Regions from separate parts of the Gossypium hirsutum genome. Here region 1 is linked to region 2. The links are chromatin contacts, called in public Hi-C maps. All regions are on one chromosome and are shown on one strand. Each heading gives the region's core, a stretch centred on a gene start, on an enhancer-like site or on the middle of the called end of the contact. The rest is flanking DNA. Distances are from core to core; before and after follow the strand shown.

Region 1 (2,700 bases), core at 165-2,664, 170 kb after region 2:
AACCTGAAATGGATGTGCACCGGCAACATGTATGGTATCCTTAATTTCACAAGTCTCAGTAAGATCTTCTCGAACACATCTTACTTCATCGTCATCAGGCTCCTCGGGCGTGTCGGTAACCAAAATTCCCATTGCTTTGTAACCCATCGGCGCGTTCGGGAGCCAGAAGAAACCACAACCATTGCGATCTAGTTCTGAACTCCAAATCAATGAGTAATTAACAGGTTTCTTTAAAGCTGGAAAGTCTGAATCCGAGTCATAGTCACGATAAACTTCTGGAGTCGAACCTTCCCTTTCACGAGCCACAAGAACATAGCCTCGAAGGGGCTGGTCATTTGGCTGACAGTAATAACCGAGACAGAAAAATCCATCCGGAATGCCAACAGGTTTGTAAAATGTGGGACCTTTAGCTTTACCGTGCAACGAATCGCAGCTCCAAACACCCTCAAACTTGGTGATTTTAACCACTTCTAGTTCTCCTAGGTTAATTTTTCCAGTGGCAAATCCTTGACCTGAAAAAATGGTAGTTCATTACAGAAATCGAGTCAACAAATCTATGTCATGTGGCTTGTAAGGACACTATCATCCATGCTACTCGGATTCGAGTCTGAATGTCATTTACAGCATTCTTAAAGTTACTATATATAATAGTAATATCTTTATCCATTAGAAATTATTCTTTTTTTTTCCATTTTGGATAACCTAAAATTCTTTTTTCTTACTCCCTAAAGGGTGTATTGTTATCCAAAAAATCTAGCTAAAAAATCTTCATGAATCATAATCGTCATACTCCATAGTTAAATAAATAGTTAAAAGAAAGACAATTTCCAAAAATAGAAAAGAAAAAAAATATCTCAGGTAAATCATAATAATGTTTTGAAAGGAAAACAGAAAACAGAAATTCATTTTAATTCCTCTATAAATCAACCAAAAAGGAAAATTTTGACTTGTGTAGGAAAATCAAAGGATAAATTACCTGGAGGCCAATCTGGGATTGGAGAAGGCAAAGAAAAAGGCTGAGGTTGAGGCAAAGGGGTGAACTCATCATAATCACTGTGTTTATCATGCCAACAAAAACATTCACACCCCAACATATCTTCAAAAACCCACTAAAATCCAGAATTTATCTTCAACAAACTTTCTCTTTCCCAACCCCTTTTTTAAACTTTCTTTTTACAGGAAAAATAATAAAAACAAACCCTCGAAGAGAAAGAGGAGGCAATTAAAAGAAAGAAAGTTTAAAACAATCCCCTCTCTCTTCCTCTTTCTCAAAGGATCAAATGAAGGAGGCAATTAATGAGAGAAGTTTCAACTTGTGTTTGTTTTTGTTGGAAAAGTAAGAAGATGATGATGTTGATATTTATGTAATTTATATATAGATTTTCTTTGTTCTTTCTGTTTTGGGGAATGGGTCAGTTTGCCGTCGCTTTAGACTATTCATCACAAGTCACAACCCCCAACCTTTATTTTTTAGATGAAAAATATTCCTACTTTCAGTTAAGTGAGTGTATTTCACACTCTGTTTCCCTCTCTGTTTTAATAATTTTGATTTGTCTTTCTATATACAACCACCTTTCTCTTTGTTCACTTGTTGTTGAAGTCTTTGTGTGATCATTTATTCCCCCTATTTGAAGCTTTGATAATTGTTCTCTTTTTGTGGAAAAGCCATGCTTCAATGATAGGGCTATAAAAAGTAATTAGTAGTTTTTGATATAATCTAATACTTAGATCTAGTTGTATTGAGTGTTCATTTAAAAATTAATTTTACGAGTTTAAATCATAAAAGTAATTCACTTTATGGATTTGAATCACAAAAATAATTTTATTTGTGAAGTGTGAATCGTCAATGATTTACTCTTTCTAAGAGTGTGTTAAGTTAATTTTAAATGTACAAAAAAAAAGACAATTATGATATAGGTATGCAAAAAAAATTTAATATTATTATAACGCTAAGTCATATAATATATTGAATAATATAATAGGGGAAATTCATATGGTAAGAAATGTAGAAAACCGCTAGAAATAGTAGTTTGAGAGCGTTGAAGCTATACTTGGGTAGAGTTTCTGTAATATGTCTTCTCTTATTCGTTTTTACAATAGGAGATATTTTATAGATAAATGTTTGGGTTGAACCTCTTATCTTTAGAGATAAAGTAAAGTTGTGTTCTTAGTAGCATTATAAGAATGATCAAAGAAATCATTGTCAATTCACACCAACGAAATTCTAAATGATTAGAATCATGGTGGGAGACGTAAGAGGACTATTAAGATTAGCTTTAGCTTTTGTGTTGTTATAGAGCTTTTAGCTTTTTTTTTCCCACTTAAGAAAAGATTAAAGACTATAAAGTAATTTACCGAAAAAGACATTAAAATGTAAAATTCACGCTCCTAAAATCGCGTAAAGGCTCTGCTTAATATTTTCTTCGAAGTGTTTTTTTTTTTTGGCCAAAGCTGTCTTCAGGAAAATATTATTAGCTACGGCTTCCTTACCGAATATCTATACGCTCCTCCATTTAAAGTCGCGCCTCATCAACATTATATCACGAGAGACCTTTTCCCCCAAAGTGGATCATCAAATTATACTAAATTGTAATTTTTGGATAATAAAAGGATAGAACTGCAATTATATTAACGCGGCTGAACAGGATGTTGATGCTGATAATTATGTGGGAAAAATGCCACATTTCATCTTACTAGAAA
Region 2 (2,700 bases), core at 197-2,696:
TTAATACTTATTCCATCATTAAGTTAAAATAAACCAAAGATCCTAATATTTTGTATCATATAACGCTTTAAATAAAATCACATTAAATTTTCATATAAACAAACCATATGACCAAATACACATAAATATTATATGTATTCAAAATTTTAATCATTTAATCTTGTTTCATTTTACTAATTCCTTGGATCTGTATGCATAAGTGACCAATCTCTGACTATGTGGGTTCTTTCCTCTTATCCAATAGTATGCCTCTAAAATTTTTTTACTCAATAAATGGGAACAACGCAATCCTCCAGAAGCTGTGAGATAATGGCATGCCTCTAAATTATCTACCATCTCCCTTACTTTTCACCATCTAAGTTGAATGTTTATCGTAATATTTCATTCAACTTTCAATCTTATCAGTGCCAATTCCTTGATTAAGAACTAATAATTAAGAATACAAGACTTTTTTTTGTTTCTGTGGGTGGCCCTTTTTTCGGTTTATTTCAATGAAGATAATCAATGGTCAGAGTCCAGTTTTAAGGCATTAACTTCCATCTTCCCATAATTTATTTATTAATCTTTTATATAGTGGCTTAGTTGCTTCAATTATCATCTGATTCTTGTCATCATTTATTTTGAAATTAAAAAATATATTAAATATAATTAAAAGTTATTTTAAAGATAAAATATGAAATTAATATCAATAAAAAATTTTAATATAAAAGAAAAAAATTTGGGGGGCTTGGGGGAAGTACAATTTTTTAGGGGAAGTAAAAATTTTAGGGACAAAGTAAAAAGGAAAAAATTTTTGGGGTTTGAGAGGAAATAAAATTTTTTAGAGAAAGTAAAAGGGAAATAAGAAGGTTTGATATTTAGTTTATTTGAATTATTCGAGTTATTCGAATTCGAAAATTAACTCTATTCGAACTCGAAAATAAAAAAAAATTGGAGTTAATTCAATTAACTTGATTAATTCGATTCAAATATTTGAAAATTTGAATCTTTTTCAATTTTATCAAGTCGAATCAAATTTTCCTCACCGCTAATATGATAGGGCGTCTGGGCAAAGAGTAATTGGATGATACATCTGGGGAAGAAAGTATGTGCAATAAACACGAATGAAGATGGTGAAAAAGGATTTTGATAGTGGACGAAAAGGTTTGACTTTGGTTTAGAGGGAAATTTTGACCAAAAAAAAATGTAAAATTGACTCTCTTTTTTAACGGGATTTAACGTTGGGTTGGGTCACTAAAATGAAAATTTCCCCAATGGCAATGGTTAAATTGTAAGTATTTTTATTTAGATGATCAAAATGAAAACTTTTAAAAAGTTTGATGACCAGCTAGACAGTTTGCCTTAAATTTTCTTCCTCATCTTATCTCTAAGTGTTGGATTTAATCCAAATCAGCCCCTCATAAGTACACTATTTAATCTAATGGGTTGGACTCAGTTCAAGGCCCAATACTCAAACTTCATATTTTTCTCTGGTTTTTATGTCTTTGAAGTCTTCACGCTCTCCAACAGCCACAGAGAAAGGAGGTGTGTTCTTTATTTTTATTTTTTTTCTCATGTATTTCCTTCTTTTCCATTTTAATTCCAACTCCAACTCTCAAGCTTGTGGATTTAATTGAGTTATTCAAAGTCTCTACCTTTAAGCTTCTGTTCGATTTTCTTTAAGATTGCCAATCTCTTCTTTGATATAGGAAATATACATGGGTTAAAAGTGATAAATTTATTAATGGATATTTAGCTTTAATGGATAAAACCAACTTCTTTTATTAGAAAATGTTACTTTCAAGTATTGAACTTTGCTTTCTCAAACTGGGTTATGTTTAATAGTTGTATCCGATTGTTAAACTATGCAAGCAATTTTATGATGCTATTTGTTTTGTGTTATTTGGTTTTTTTTCTTCTTCTTTAATTGTTCTGTTTCTATGGGTTACCTACGATGCCTTGATGTTGAAAGCATGAAGACATGCTCAATTTGAATGAACATGAGAGTGGGATAAGAAATGTACACATTCAGTTCATCGTTCAATTTTGTATATCAAACAAGTTGCTAGTGTGAAATTATTATAAGAAATGTCATTTTCTGATGCTCAATATACCATTTTTATGCATTTCTCTTTGGTGTTAGCGAAATGTAGCTCAAATTCTTTTTGCCCTAGAGGGCTAGGTCTAAAGAAGCAATAACTGCAACACGTAGGACTCATAGAAGTGAGCTTAATATGTTTATATGTTAATGTATGATAAGAGTGAGTTTCTTTACCATTGATTTTAGTCATCTTGTCTTGTTTCCTTTTCGATGTGGTACATGTGATTGGTATTTTTTGTTTATTCCTTGTTACAGTACGGAAGTTCTTTGAAATTGCAACATATTATTCCTCTGTTGCTTCTGTCAATTAACGAGTATCGAGGTGGAAATGAAGGTTACTGGACTGTAACTTCTACTACAAATGCTCCGGTCTGCACAGCTGCTCCACAAATATGGAAATAAATCACATAAACTTTCTCTGTTCCTTTAGGACCCTAACCTTAGCAAATTCTCTCCAAGGTACTTCTGTTTCCATCACTTCTGTTTCGAAAGATGACTATTTTGCAGCTATCCACCACATTTCCAACATCGTTCGTCGTGAAGTTCATCCAGAGCGCACTCTCAACCGCATGAACCTTTCTGTGAACTCTGAACTTGTATTCCGCATACTTCGTTCCTGC

What was found. A called contact is a pair of places that touch in the nucleus more often than the background predicts.
Region 1: a contact with region 2 is called in a Hi-C map of leaf, with 1.5 times the contacts expected there. The contact joins the promoter of LOC107936840 here to the promoter of LOC107936951 in region 2. A contact is called at or near these places in 2 of 34 Hi-C or Micro-C datasets (both in leaf).

Annotation. Positions count from the first base shown.
Region 1 is chrD13:57,073,228-57,075,927 of Gossypium_hirsutum_v2.1, forward strand. LOC107936840 reads right to left here and starts at 1,415. Exons shown (of 2, transcript XM_016869611.2): 1 at 977-1,415; 2 at 1-512. The coding sequence starts at 1,094.
Region 2 is chrD13:56,900,837-56,903,536 of Gossypium_hirsutum_v2.1, forward strand. LOC107936951 (pentatricopeptide repeat-containing protein At5g18390, mitochondrial) reads left to right here and starts at 1,447. Exons shown (of 3, transcript XR_001694538.2): 1 at 1,447-1,524; 2 at 2,336-2,700.